Linked DNA regions of Rattus norvegicus: region 2 is linked to region 1. The links are chromatin contacts, called in public Hi-C maps. All regions are on one chromosome and are shown on one strand. Each heading gives the region's core, a stretch centred on a gene start, on an enhancer-like site or on the middle of the called end of the contact. The rest is flanking DNA. Distances are from core to core; before and after follow the strand shown.

What was found. A called contact is a pair of places that touch in the nucleus more often than the background predicts.
Region 2: a Hi-C map of liver shows a contact between it and region 1, with 2.8 times the contacts expected there. The contact joins two enhancer-like sites. A contact is called at or near these places in 7 of 12 Hi-C or Micro-C datasets (the Rat2 cell line, Schwann cells, hepatocytes and 3 more) and 1 of 1 datasets of contacts at active chromatin or transcription factors (oligodendrocytes).

What each region holds. Positions count from the first base shown.
Region 1 is chr8:123,385,477-123,393,296 of GRCr8, forward strand. The region is part of intron 1 of Cmtm8 (CKLF-like MARVEL transmembrane domain containing 8); the gene reads right to left. LOC134480243 (a long non-coding RNA gene) reads right to left here. Exons shown (of 2, transcript XR_010054500.1): 2 at 3,725-7,820. Among named protein-coding and RNA genes, the nearest start is that of Cmtm8, 27 kb to the right of the region's middle. Within about 2 kb of position 1,690, at least 1 of the 93 cell types and tissues checked has an H3K27ac peak or open chromatin away from gene starts, as enhancers often do. A contact at or near this core is called in liver, where this site is marked.
Region 2 is chr8:123,469,582-123,477,294 of GRCr8, forward strand. Gpd1l1 (glycerol-3-phosphate dehydrogenase 1 like 1) reads right to left here. Exons shown (of 8, transcript NM_001191885.1): 6 at 2,064-2,297; 7 at 984-1,090. Among named protein-coding and RNA genes, the nearest start is that of Gpd1l1, 26 kb to the right of the region's middle. Within about 2 kb of position 4,955, at least 9 of the 93 cell types and tissues checked have an H3K27ac peak or open chromatin away from gene starts, as enhancers often do. A contact at or near this core is called in liver, where this site is marked.

The sequences.
Region 1 (7,820 bases), core at 440-2,939:
ACTGTCGCTGTCTTCAGACACACCCAGAAGAGGGCATCGGATCCCATTACAGATGGTTGTGAGCCACCATGTGGTTGCTGGGAATTGAACTCAGGACCTCTGGAAGAGCAGTCGGAGCTCTTAACCACTGAGCCATCTCTCCAGCCACACGTGTGTTTTTAATATGCGTTGTTTGTAATTTTAAAAGGGTTAATCTTGTTTTATACATGTGGAGGTCTTATCTGCATGTGTGTCTGTGCACCTCATCCATGCGGCCCTGCAACTGCCGGTACAGACAGTTGTGAGCTGCCAGGTGGGTGCTGGGAACTGAACCAGGGTCCTCTGGACGGGTAGCCAGTGCTCTTAACTGTTTTCTTTCCCATCCCAGCATCTCTACCTTAGATCCTTAGATCCTTATACAACCATGTCAGTTAGGTTACAGAACTGTTTGAGCTGTGAATGACCTCGCAGCCTGCTGGGGGAGACTGGTCTCCTGAATCACCTCTGCCCTGGAGTTTCTTGTCAGTCAGTTCGCCTGATTTTTTTTTTTTTCAGAGCTGGGGACCGAACCCAGGGCCTTGCGCTTGCTAGGCAAGCGCTCTACCACTGAGCTAAATCCCCAACCCCTGCTTGATTTTTTAAAATGAGTCTCACTCTGAGGCTCTAAGTAGATGGTGTCAGCCTTGAACTCCTGATTCTCTTGTCTCTGCCTTCCAAATGCCAGAGTTATGGATGTGCGCACCATCATACTGAGTCTGTAAATTAATTTCCAAGGCATTTTCCAAATCCTTCCCCAACACAAACTGTATCATCTCACATACGAGCTTTCATTTTTAACTGCCAAGTGCCCCTGAGTTGTAAGGACCCCTCCACCCCATCAACTACCACAAGCTAGTAATCAAGTCCTCTGAGAAGGCGAGGGAACAGCAGAAGAAATGCTATTTTATTTTTCCTCTTCAAAGTTTGTGCTCCGGAATGCTCACACCAGAAGTGAAAGGGGCTGATGCTCACTATGCACCCTCTGTGGGAGGCTCTCACTGTGTCTACATGGTCACAGAAGCTGATTCAGTGATGAGAATGGCCTGCTGAAAAGAGTAAGGATGGGGGCTGGGGAGACCCAGGCTCAGGGGGAAGGGTGGTAACTAGGTTCAAATCCAGAGCACTCAGAGAAAAGGCCAGCCATGGCTGTGGGTGTTCTGCTAACTTCAGCACTGAGTGGGGCTGGGGAAGGGGGACAGAAACAGGAGGAGGCTCAGAGGAATAAAGGGGACAGTGGTGTGGCGGGAGACTTATCACCCTGTCTGGCCTCCATGAATGGACACACACACACACACACAGACACACAGACACAGACACACACAGACACACACACACACACACAGACACAGAAAGAGAGAGGGGGGAGAGGGAGAGGGGGGAGAAAGAGAGAGAGGCATGCACGTGGATGTGCATAAAATGAGGGGATTTGCTTGATTTTCCTTTAAATCTGGGGTCAGCTTTCTAAGGATCATCTGTCTTCATCTGTCTTAGGAAGATTTGTATTCCCTGTTCAGTGATTTGCTCATAAATCTTCCAGAAGAGGCACAAACACAGGAGCTGGGAGGGAAGGCTGTGTTTAGGACCACTTATTAAAGTATTACAGTATGGAGATTGGGGAGGATGGCTCTGGCGCCCTCTGTTGGCCAGGCTAAACATTGTCATCCTCTGACCTACCTGAGCTGGCTTTGTTTGTGGTTGCCCTTCCCAACAAAATCTGAGTAACATGGGCAGGGTACCCCACCCCTGATCCCTCTGGCTCAGGGAAGAATACCAACATTTATACAGGCACCATTTCCAAGGCACCAGAGAATCCCAGAGGTCAGCACACAAACAGCCTTTGAGGCTGACAGGCAAGTTTTGACCAGAAGTGAAGACTGTCCTAGGACTGGAAAAGAGAAGCCTAAACCCAAGACAGGAAAATGGGTCCCAGATTATTTTGTCCCAGTGGAGAAACCCGATGTGTTTGTTAGCCAGCTTTCTGTACTGTAACAACTAATTACCTGAGATCATGGGATTATGGGGAGGAGAGGCATCAGGACAGATGTACACACAAGAAGAAAACCACTGGCCTTATAGCTGGAAGTCAAAAGAGAGAGGAAGAGGGGGCAGGGTTCTACAATCCACTGGGCCACCAATGACTTAAAGACTTCCTTCAGGCTCCAGTTCCTAAAGGTTTGACCATCCCTAAAGGAGCCAATATGAGGGCTATGTGGTTATCCCATGGTTCTATGCGGGACACTCGAAATCTAAATTGCAGGGGCTGGAGAGTTGACTTAGCAGCTAAGAATACTTTGTTGCTCTTGCAAAGGAGCTGGATTTGATTTCAAACACCCACATGACAGCTCGTAACCATCTAACAACTCCAGTCCCAGGAGACACAATGTTCTCTTCTACCTCTGTGGCCATCAGACATACCTGTAGGTAAACACCCATACACAGAAAACCATAAGATAAACAAAACATTTTTTAAAGATGTACTTATTATGTTTACAGCGATGCACCTGCATGTCTGCCTGCAAGCCAGAAGAGGGCACCAGATCTCATTACAGATGGTTGTGAGCCACCATGTGGTTGCTGGAAATTGAACTCAGGACCTCTGGAAGAGGAGACAGTGCTCTTAACCTCTGAGCCATCTCTCCAGCCCAATAAATAAAATTTAAACAAACAAACAAAAAACCCAAGATCTGGGGTTGGGGATTTAGCTCAGCGGTAGAGTGCTTGCCTAGGAAGCACAAGGCCCTGGGTTCGGTCCCCAGCTCCGAAAAAAAAGAACCAAAAAAAAAAGAGTAAAAATTTTGTTGGGGATTTAGCTCAGTGGTAGAGCACTTGCCTAGGAAGCGCAAGGCCCTGGGTTCGGTCCCCAGCTCCCAAAAAAAGAACCAAAAAAAAAAAAAAAAAAAAAAAAAAACCCAAGATCTAAATCACCACAGCAGGTATGCGTGACTCATTCACGCACTGACTACCCATCTGTAATCTGGCAGTGTTCATGCTCACTACTGAGGCACCACTGGGTCAGAGAGACGAGTCTACTCTTAGAAGGGCTGAGTTACCAGCATAACTCAGGGAAGTCAAACTGGCCAGTGTGACGGACTGCTGGAGAAGTCAGATGGGGGGATTTGCTGTATGTTCTCTGAAGCACAGAAGGGTACGTGGTCCAGAGAGAGCAGAAGACCCAACCACATAAAACATATGTTCTGACACGTCATTTTCATATATTAGTTTGTGAAATATATACATATATATATATCCTCTGCATATGATATAAGTGAAAAGGATGTGTGTATAGGCCGCCGCTTTTCCATTATAGGAAAGGTTGAAAATGAAACCTAAAGGCCATATGTGTTTCTATTTGCATAAAGGATTTCTCAACTGGTGGTGACTTTGCCCCCACTGGGGCCTTTGGCAATGCCTGGACATGCCTCTTACTGTCATGACTCAAGTTGGGGGTGTGCTACTGATATCTGATAGGTAGAGCCTAGGAATACTGTTGGGTACCCCACCATGTATATAAGAAAGCCCCCTCCGGAGTTTATCCAGCCCAGCGTATAGAAGGATCAACAAGCCTTTTTCACACCATGTGTACAACACAGGGTTAACAGAAGTGGGGAGTGGTTATCAAGTGTTTTTATCATACTCTGGTCATTTGATGTGTGATACATTAACTGGTCAAGGCCTATTTGAAAACCGAGTTTAATTTGGAAAAGACACACACACACACACACACACACACACACACACACACACACACACACACACACACCACAGTGGTAATGTGGAAAATAGGCAAGGGTCTCTAGTAAACTTCAGGAGCCCATGTTTCTCAGCTCCCTTCTCTGATCTGCACACATATGGACATGTACCAAGAGCTAGAATCAAGCACAAACCTTGACAGCCAGTTTCATTACTGCTCAATCACGATTACCTCATGGGACTAGTTAAAGTCAAAACAACTCTTTTGCATTTTTTAAAATTAGGTTCTCTCAATGTAGTCCTGGCTGACCTGGAACTTGATATATAGACAAGGCTGGCCTCAGATTCAGATACTCCCCTGCCTCTGTCTCTGGAGTATTGGGGTTGAAGGCATATGACACCACATTTGATTCAAAACAATTCGTAAAGCAACCCACAGTAGGGCTGAGTTTTGGAGCATCGGGAGTTATAGGCTAAAAGTAGGGGACCAGGAAAGTGGCCCAGTGGGCAAAGTGCTTGTTCTATGAGCACAGGAACCTGGGTTGGATCACTGGCACCTACATAAAAACGTTGGGTACAGGGGCTGAGGATTTAGCTCAGTGGTAGAGCGCTTACCTAGGAAGCGCAAGGTCCTGGGTTCGGTCCCCAGCTCCGAAAAAGAACCAAAAAAAAAAAGTTGGGTACAGCATCAGGCGCCTGCACCCCAGCATCAGGGTGCAGAGACAGGTGGACCATGGCTGGCAATGGAACTCCCTGACCAGCCCCCTGAAACAAAATGGCAAACTCCCTGTTCAGCAAAGAGACCCTAGCTCAAGAAATGAGGTAAGTCAGTTGGCCATGCACAAAAGGAAGATAAAAATAAAGCTGAGAAGAGGGGTGACAGTGGGAGAAGGAGGGTGAGAGGGAAGAAAAGGGGGGTGAAAAATGACCAAACTCCACTCACTAAATGTATGAAACTGTCAGACCAGAAATCCTGGGGAAAGGCAGAAAAGCAACGAAGATGTCCCTGTGTCAACCTCTGAACACACACACACACACACACACACACACACACACACACACTCACACACATGCATACTCACACACACACACTCACAGGCACAGACATTTAAACACACACAAACACATGCTCACACACACAAATACACAATCACACACACGAACACACAATCACAAATACAAATATAGTAACACACAGGCACACACAGGCATTCAAACACACATACATTCAAACATACACACTCACACAGACACACACACACACACTCACTCAAACACACACACACACACACACACAAACACACACATACATACAGCTAAGTGGACATTGCTTGTGAAAGAAAAAAAAATCTCATCAAAATTCCAAACTAAACACTCAACCATAAACCAATGAAATACAAATCAACAACTTTACTTATTTTTATGACTCAAAACCGTTATTATTTTTTTTAAAGATTTATTTATCTATTTTATGTACAGCATTCTGCCTGCATATGTGACTACAGGCCAGAAGAGGGCACCAGATCTCATTACAGATGGTCGTGAGCCACCATGTGGTTGCTGGGAATTGAACTCAGGACCTCTGGAAGAGCAGTCAGTGCTCTTAACCGCTGAGCCATCTCTCCAGCCCTCAAAACCGTTATTTACAGCTCAAAGATGGTGCTGACAACAGCCAGGCAGATTCTTTTAGGTTTATCCAAACAATACCCATGTCATCTGACAACTCCTGGAACAGTGACCCGGCTCATGCCATTCTCCCACTGCTAGCACAGCTGCGGCCAGGCCTTTCTGGTCTGTGGCATTGACCTACCTGTGGCCTAGCTGGGTTCTTAGATAATCAGTCTTTGTCCCAATGTCACGAGCCCGTGACAAAGCACTACAATTCACCACCAAGGTGACTACAAACACAGGTGTCTGCTCTGAAAAAAAATGGCAGGCTGCAGGCAAATTCAGACTTCCAGAATTTGCTTACTGCATTAAACTAATATAAGAAATTTGTTGTTAATCTCTGGAAAAGCAAGCGTGGACCATTGAGTGGGAAACACCAGCAAGGTGTGTTGGTTCTGAATGCTTGCCTTCCAGCACTGAAGTCATCCATTGTGGTCTTCACATTTAACCTACCAAAAGCAACCTATCCTACACACACACACACACACACACACACACACACACACACACACACACACATGCATCATGTTTTGTTTTCTGAGTGATTAAAGGTGCGTGCCACCACCATCCAGCTGGACTGTAATTATTTTGAGTGGTTTTCCCTGACAGAGAATAGACATCTGTTCTTGCATAGTTTTGGTTAGTTGGTTAGTTGGTTAGTTAGTTAGCTAGATAGTTAGTTGGATGGGGTGTGACATTACTCCTATGGAGGTCCAGAGGGCGACTAGCTAAGGTTCTGTCCCGTCTTTCCACGTCATAGTTTTGGGGATAGAACTCAGATCATCAGACTTGTCGGCAAGCACTGTGACATACTGAGCCATTTTGCAGAATTGGAACTGACTTATCAGCAATCTCCATCCGGGCCCAGCATTCATCCTCCTCCTCATTTAGAATGTTGTATTTCAATGACGTTTCACAGTCTTGTTTCATAAACGTCATGGATACTGTAGATTTCTAAATTTATATTTTGAAATTGCTTATTACTTATGTACAGAAATGGAACTGGCTCATGATTTATTTTTTTAACGGGTGGGTGTTTATTTGTGCCAGTGGCCATGTGTGGTAGCTTGTAAGAATGGTCCCCATAGGCTTATATATGAGCATGCTTGGTCTGCAGTTGGTGGAACTGCTTTGGAAGGATTGGGAGGTGTGGCCTTATTGGAGGAAATGTGTCACTAGGGGCGGGCTTTGGGGTTTCAAGTGCCAAAGCCACTCCCAGTGTCTCCTCTCTCTGCTTCCTGATGTGGTCAGATGTAAGCTCTCATCTACTGCTCCAGCACCATGCCTGACTGCCTGCTGACCCGCTCCCTGCCATGATGGCCATGATGGCCACAGACTCTAACTCCTAGAGCTCCAAGAAATGTTTTCTTCCGTACATTAGTGTCTTTTCACACTAGAAAGTAACTAAGACCCTGTGGAAGCCAAGAGGGCATCTTGGCTCAAGAGGGTACAGGTGGTTGGGACCCGCAGGACAGCCTCCTGACAGTGCCGAGATGCTTTTTAGTCCCTCTACGTACGGTTTAGCTTAAATCTCTTTTCAGGAGGGTGTTTTCAATCCTGTGGCTCTCTGAAACCTCCCACTCGCTGCTCATCTGGGGGAAATCTGTCGGTTTTCCTTCACGGCTCTCAAGTAGAAGAGGGAACTCATCCTCAACCTTGGGGTCCAATGGTACACGCAGCGTTGAGCACACATAGTCTTCTAAGAAAATTTTAATAGGTTAAGATGTTTTAGTACATTTGTGAGTTCAAACTTTAGATTTAGTGTTTCTCTGAATAATGAAAAACAGAACTACTGCCTGGGGCCATGGTTTCTCATGGTCACGCCAGGCGGTCCCTGGTTAGAATATGGAGGCTGCAGCCTCTGGCTCATTCACCGATGCTCCTGCAGTCATGTATGCTCCCTGGGTGATCTCATGATTGCTGCTGTAAGAGACTTTAAAGCCTTTCTCATTCCTGGCTTAACCTTCCGATCACCACTGAGCCTCGGAATCTTGCTTTCTTCATCCTGAAAATGACCAGACATCCCGAACCAGGGCCAATTTGTATTTCAGTATTTGATTCAAATTTGATAAACCACTGGTATCTAAGGTGTCCTAAGAAATGCCGGCTGCGTTTGCATTTAGTTCCCCTCATGAATGAATGTCAGTTCCTTCATTCTGTTGTAAGCTCAGGAGCAAGCACTGGTCACGTGTTTGCAGAGTCCTGGACACGGGGACCATGGAATGCACACTCAGATGACCTGGGGTTAGACTCCAGTCTAGCTATGTGCCATCTGTCAAGTGATTCAATCTTCTGGAACCTTTGTTTTATGGCCCACAATAAAATACGCCAAGAAAATAGTATATATCACATGAACTAAGATTTTATTATTTCTTTTAAAGCCGTAGATGAATCATTGTGAATGAATTCATTGTATGTCAAATGTTAAGCATAAAATCCCACTT
Region 2 (7,713 bases), core at 3,705-6,204, 87 kb after region 1:
AGCCTAACTTGACAAAACAAGAAGACCCAATCTTTCAAAGTCCATAGTTCTGGCAAAGTTCCCAAATGTACAGACTTTGCTTTTTTTGGCTCCTGTAATCGTACTTCTGGGTAATTTTTCTTGCTAACGGAGGTGTGCCAACCTAGGATCTTTTGTGCTTAAAAGATCGATCACCCTGAGAAAGGTTCAGGGCTGCACTGGGATCTGGAACTCCCAATGTAGTCACCAGCCGATGAGCTACCAATGCTTCAAATGCTGGCAGTGGGTTCCTGATCCCCCTGCCTCAGGCTGCTGGGTGCTAAGGTTTCAGGCATGTGTCACCAAGCCCAGAACACTCCCCCTGCCCTTTAACTTACACATGGTCTTACTCTTTAGCCAAGGCTGACTTTGAACTCTCTGTAGCCTAACCTAACCTCGAACTTGTATCAGTCTTCCTGTCTTGGTTTCCCTAATGCTGGAGTTTAAGGCATGAACCACACCAGGCCCACACTTACATCTCTTCACAAAAAACCAAAAGTAGCTGGGTGTAGTGGCACACAGTTCAAATCCTGGCGGTTGGGAGGCAGAAGCAGTCAAATTTCTCTGTGAGTTCAAGGCCACCCTGGTCTGTGTAGTGAGTGCCAGGCCAACCAGGGTTATGGTGAGGCCCCTTTTCACACTTTTTTTTTTCTTTCTTTTTTTCGGAGCTGGGGACCGAACCCAGGGCCTTGTGCTTGCTAGGCAAGCGCTCTGCCACTGAGCTAAATCCCCAACCCCTCAACTAAAATTTCATATTCCATAGCATGCCTAATCCACAGAGTCAAGCTCTTCTCAACGGAGTTGAGATCCGTTTTGTGTGACAGATACTTCCCACCAGAGATGCCCACACATCACTCAGAAGTCTCAACAGATCTGTCGCATGCTAAGTACCCTGGCTGAGCAGCTCCCTCATCCGCCCGCTGCGACTGTCTGAGGACCGGCATTCCAGGCAACAGGGGACTCACTTGTCCAGCAGCCCCTTCTGCTTGAGGATGCGGTACACCTCCGCAGAGGTCTGAGGTCCCTGGAGCTTCTGTCCGTTCAGCAGCTCCTTCTCCAGCTCTTCGATGGTCTGAGAAGAAAGGATAAATACAGCATCCCCCTGAGAGTTGTTCCTACTGAGAGAGGGAGAGGAGAGCTGAGATGTCTTGTCTGCATGCAAGGAAAGGGTAAGGACATTTCGAGAGGAAAATGGAACCGTGACATTTACGGGCAAGTGTCACATTAAATAAAGTCACCCGGGCTCAGAAAGACAAGGAGTGTGTGAACTCTCAAGTGAGGCTCTTACCTCCTATGTGTGCCTGTGCCTGTGTGTGCGCGTTGTGTGTGCTCACGCACTCGTATGTATGTGTGCACATGCATGAGCGGGTGCATGCGTGTTCATGTCCATGCACATGTGGTATGCATGCATGGAGAGAAAGGTCAGAGGTTGATGACGTGTGTCTTCTTAGTTACTGCCTCCCTAAACCCAAAGCTCACCAACTTAGCTGGTCTCGCTGACCATCTCCCCAGCCTCCTAGCGCCTAGTCTTCGTATTGGCATATTTATGCTGGAGTGGTTGGGGAGAGGCCAGAAGGGGTTCCCACCCTCCCAGAAGGGACAAAAGAGGGAGAAGGCGGGGCTGGGGATTTAGCTCAGTGGTAGAGCGCTTACCTAGGAAGCGCAAGGCCCTGGGTTCGGTCCCCAGCTCCGAAAAAAAGAACCAAAAAAAAAAAAAAAAAAAAAGAGGGAGAAGGCATGTGATATAGGGATGGAAGGACAGAAGGCGGAACCGGAGATGGGGTGGGAGGGGGAAGACAAGGGGAGGAGTAATCTAAATTAAGTGTTATGAAAATGCTATTGGAGGCCTGTCACTTTGTATGCTAACCTTAAAAAAAATTAAAGAAAAAGAAAAGGGTGTTACAGATCAGGTAAGCATAGTCAAGACAGAACGGGTGGGTGTTGATGTTATGGGGAATCTCCATGGGCACCGGCCATTTCCCTGTCTGGGGTCTCAGACGAAGAGGGTCCCAGTATCAAGCAGAGCAGGTTGGGGCTCGGGGTACCTTCCCGGTCCTGGCGAAGGCTTCTGCCACCTTGCGGTTCCGCCCTCCGTAGCAGGTGGTGATGAGGTCGGCCACCCCGCAGCTCTCCAAGAAGGTGGCCGTGGACACCTGGCCCTTACAGAAGATCTTGGCGAAAGCGATCATTTCCATGAGGCCCAGGCGGATGACGGCTGCCTTGGTGTTGTCCCCACAGCAGAGGCCATCGCAGAAGCCGGCTCCCACAGCAACAATGTTCTGCAGAGAATACAGGGCAGGAGTTGACACAGGAGCACATGCAGCCCTGAAAGGATTTGGAGCAATATGGGAGGTGGGCACGGGTGTATGGAGCGTCAGCCCGAGAGTCAGGTCAGCTGACAGCAGCCCTTGGGTGCATTCTCTCTGGGCAAACTAGTTTGCCCTCAAATGTTTTTTTTGAAAGATTTATTGTATATAAGTACACTGTGCTGTCTTCAGACACACCAGAAGAGGGATGGGAAATGTAATCTGATGATCCCATTACAGATGGTTGTGAGTCACCATGGAGTTGCTGGGATTTGAACTCAGGACCTCTTGAAGAGCAGTCAGTGCTCTTAACCACTGAGTCGTCTCTGCAGCCCACTAGTTTGCCTGTTTGTTTGTTTGTTTTAAATCAAAACTGAGTGCTAGTCTGGGATTGCAGCAACTCTGAGGCCAGTGTGGTCTACACAGTGAATTCCAGTTCTGTCAGAGCTACAAACCCTGTCCCAAACAAGCACCAGCCCCACCCTGTCCACCCCCACCCTGCAAGCACCATACTCGCTTTGCAAACAAATCTGAGTTTGATCCTCAGAACTAATGATTTTACAAAAGCCCTCAAACTGAGATTCACCCCAGTGCAAAGTGACTGGAAGGAGGGTAAATCAGAATACTGCAGCAGGTAAGAGATCATGGTGAGCCTCTGGTTGGTGTCTGTTGTGGCGTGGGCAGTTCTCTCCGGTATGCTCTAGGAGCTGGCTTGCAGGGTCACAAGGTAAGCATGCATGCAACTACAGTCCCAGCCATTTCTCTCCTTTAAATATCTCCACATGAATATTCCTGGGGCAGCTGCTCTGTATATTCCATTGCATCAACTCTCCTAGGCACTGGCAAACCAGATACGGAGCTCCCTTTCCACAGGGGATAAGCTGGGATAGAGGATATCACCCTAAGGCCTGTGTTTGTCAGCCACATTCTATAGGACCCGGTCCACACCAGCTACTGATGGCAGATGACTCGATTATCATAGGCTGAATGACCGAGACAGTCTTTGTGGGCCTGTATCTGGTCCTCGTGGAAAATGCTTGTCAGTTATAAAAGGAACAATAAAATGCGTGCAAATGACAATCCCCTTCTTTCTGGAGGTCCAACAGCCTCCGTCTGATTCTTCTGGAGGCTACCTCTTAGTGGACTTGACCTCAAGTGATGCTGTGTGAACAGTGGGCTCACCAATGACAAGGGGTGTAGAATACATTTAATTGAGGTCTGAGATGGCTCAGTGGTTAAGAGCACTGACTGCTCTTCCAGAGGTTCTGAGTTCAAATTCCAGCAACCACATGCTGGCTCACTACCATTTATAATAAGATCTGATGCCCTCTTCTGGTATGTCTGAAGATAGCAGCGACCGTGTACTTATATATAATAAATAAATAAGTAAATAAATAAATCTTAAAAAAAAAACATTTAATCTCAATCCTCCTTAGTCTCTTCTGTTCCAAGACAAAAAACTTACAACTCTTATTTTTATAAAAGTCTTATTGAACACTAGGGCTGAGCAGGTATCTACCCTCTGTGCTATTGAAATCAATAACCCCATCAACAACCCCATTTTAGACTTTGCCATGTCCCATCTGGGCAGCTCTTAACTCCAACTGGCCATCCCTCATGGCCGTGTTTTCATGACTCACCTACCCCCATGGCAGCTTCTTCCTGGGCACCTTTCTCTCTCCTCATGGCTCTCCTGGGAACCCCAAGCCCCACCCATGCCTCTCCTTCTCAGCTATTGGCTACCAGCATCTCTATTTGGCCAATAGTTTTAGATTAAGGAGCAAGGTCACACTGTACTTGCAGAGTCTCTTGTCCCTGGGAGGAACCAGGCCTTGGGGGCCAGCATTTAGCATTAAAAACCACATAGCCGGGGTTGGGGATTTAGCTCAGTGGTAGAGCGCTTGCCTAGGAAGCACAAGGCCCTGGGTTCAGTCCCCAGCTCCGGAAACAAAACAAAACAAAACAAAACAAAACAAAACACAACACATAGCCAAGACCAAACCTCAACAAAGGTGCTCTTTCCTGCTTGCAGGTCAGGCCCTGTATCAGGGAACTGGCTAAAGAGTCTAGTAAGTCCAAGGTTAGACCCAGGCTCAGGGCACTAAGCTGGGACATCCTGATGTTTCATATCTGTCCCATCTGATGCAGTGGTCACTAAGCCTTCCTTTGCAAAGCTGGATGAGCAGGCCAGTGGTTCTTTTGAAGTCATGTCAATGAACGGAGTCTTACAGGGGATTCTCAGCTGAATGATTGGAATTCTGAACCTCTCTGCTGTCTCTTGGATGACAACATGGTGATCCAATCCTAGGAATTATCCATGACTGAAGAGAACAGGCTCTTTCCTGCTGCATGGATTCCCAAGATGAAGTGGGGGTCACACCAGATCCTCTGTGGTCATGACTCTGAGGCCTGGGCTTACCCTTCTCCCCTGGCTGAGAGAAGGAAGAAGGAAACTCACCCCTGAGGCTGCACCCAGGACACGATGTGTGTGTGGCCCATGGGTCACTGATCCAATGCCTAGGATGCTTGCCTTCCTTCCTCTCAGGTTTGAGAGGCTTCCTCACACCCCTGCCATTCTGTGTCACGGGGACAGGCCTCCATGGCTTCTCAGGGACAGAGGGAGTCAAAGGGCAGGTGGACAACGCCAACCTGAGCTCAGTGCTACAGTGCCTGCCTAGCAGCTGCAAGGTCCTGTTGCAAAAACTAAAAAATCAATTTGCACCTCACAGAGTCTCACACGTCTCTTTATCCCGCACAGCGAAGGATAAAGGAAGCTTGCCAGGAGATACACCATACCTGCAGGCCCAGTGAGCAAAAGACACAAGAGAGCTCCCTCAGAGTCCAGGCAAGGGCTTTCTCACGGTAAGAGCTGCTCAACCAAAAAGATTTGGCAGGAGATTTCTGGCAACTGGCTAAGCCAGGCAGCATGAGCAGGCCCAGCTCTTCAGCTGCACACTTGGAAAAAAGGCAAACATGAAACAGGCTAGTGGGGAACAGAGCTGTGATTCCTCTCCAGCAAGACTCTGGGGTCTGGACTACCTCGAAGCTTCCAGGGGTTACTAACTTCCCCACCAGAGGGCTTGGGTAGGCTAGCTCTCTTCTAATAGGACCCAAGGCTAAAAATAAAAACAGTCAGCCAGGTAGAGCACGGTCGCTCAGTCATTATCCACCAGTTCAAGCAAATCTGCTGTAAACCGGCCACAGCTAAAAATGCTATGGTTTTTGGAAGACAGGTGTGTTAAACCCTTCCCCAGGTCCCAGCAGGGCCCAGAAGTAGCCCTCCACCCAGAGGGACAATGTCTTCAATGGTGCTTTGAGTCAGGTGGACAGGACTCTTCTACTCTCACCCTCCCACAAAAACAGAAAACTGGGGATGGGATGGGTCCCACTGACTGAGTCTGAGCCTTAGCCCTTCTGCCAGAGGGAAGGGTGAACACCAGGAGGAGGGGCACCCACCCAGGACGGAGAGGCAGAAGTGGGTCAGAGAAAGGACACCGAGGTCACTCATTCTGGATTCCTATCTCTTTATTTGTGGGATGGGATACCATGGCCAGACTAAGTGAAAAGTCCCCGATTCTCAGTTTTTGAAATCCCCAGTCCTGACTCAGGCTCAAGGAATGACGGATAGTCCCAGGGAAGGACAACGAGGAGCCTTCCATAGCCCCTCTGCCTCCACCCGCCTCTCTCTCACACTTTCTGTCCTAAAGGCACAAATCGGGGTTGGGGATTTAGCTCAGTGGTAGAGCACTTGCCTAGCAAGCACAAGGCCCTGGGTTCGGTCCCCAGCTCCGGAAAAAAAAGAAAAAAAAAAAAAAGGCACAAATCTAACCACAGGCGGCCCGCCCTGCCAGGAGCAGGAGCACAGCAGCCACCAGCTCCCAGTAACAGAAGCTTTCTGGAACCATCCACCTAGAATCCTCTCACCCAGCACTTTCCATTCTGAGTGGGACTTCACACCATCTCCCCACTTGGTAACCCAAAATATCCAGTCGCTTAATAAAACGGCTGTGTGCAGCTTATGGCTAACGCTGAGCAATCAGGCGTCTGCGACGCCCCCTGCTGCTGAGTGGCCATTACTTAATAGACGACGATTAGGGGCTGGAGAGATGGCTCAGCAGTTAAGAGCACCCGACTACTCTTCCAGAGGTTCTGAGTTCAAGTCCCAGCAACCACATGGTGGCTCACAACCATCTGTAAAGAAATCCGATGCCCTCTTCTGGTGTATCTGAAGACAGCTACAGTGTACTTATATATAATAAATGAATAAATCTTAAAAAAAAAAAAATAGACGACGATTAAAGGCCATAAAAAAACAAAACAAAACAAAACAAAAAACAAAACTCACCCAAAGTAACACCAAAGCCTTGTTGGCTGTGGGAAGAGGCCTGCCAGCACAGAGCTGGAAGAGGGTCCCCCCAACACAGAGATGCAGACACGAGCCACCTGGCAGCCCAAGCCTTTAGCTGGCTCGAAGTCTTTAAATGTGCAGTGAATTCTGTGACCACACAGTGTTAAACCAAAAAGCCAGTTTTAAATTTTGATGATGTAGACTTCCTGAGGAAGAGGGGGGTAGGTGCTCCCTTTCCTGTCCGTGCTCCCACAGCGAGTCTCACTGGAAACGGGAGGTTGGATGTCAGCTGCCTGGCTCCCTTCCCAGCCGCTCCAACTCCAGAAGCAGTTTTGGATTACACAGGGAATTCACACTGAGAAGTGGCAGGGAGAGGGAGACTGGTTCCTAACACGCTGCTGTGTAGCAAGGGTGACCTTGAACTTCTGATCCTCCTGCCTCCACCTGTCCGGGGCTGAACTACAGGCCCGCTGCATCCTGTCTTGCTTATGTGGTGCTGGGGTTTGAACCCAGGACTTCCCGCATGCTGAGCAAGCATTTTAATTACCATGAGAGCTACACCAGCGCCACCCCCTCCTCCTTTTAAAAAATCGCCTTTTTCAGAGCCAGGTGTGGTGGCACACAACTTTAGTCCCAGGACTCTGGAGGCAGAGCTCCGTGAGGCCAGCCTGGTCTACATGTGGTGTTCTGGGACAGCCAGGGCTACTCTGAGAAACCTTGCCTCAAAAAAACAAACAAACAAAAAAAAAAAAAAACCAAAAAAAAACCAGGAAGACACGACAATCACGTATGTGCTGTGTATGTATTTAGTGCGTATTCATACTTCAGGATGAGTGTGGAGGTCTGAGGGTAACTAAGAGTTCTCCCACCACATGGGTCACAAGCACCGAATTGAGGTCGACAGACTCGGAGGGAGGTGGCTTTACCGAGAGTCATCTTACGGGCCCGTCCTCCATGTTGCACCCCCCAAATACTCAGGGTCAACCAGTCCTGACTCCTGGGGAGAGAGATCATGGACGTAGCTCCTGTAGACCATTCCTT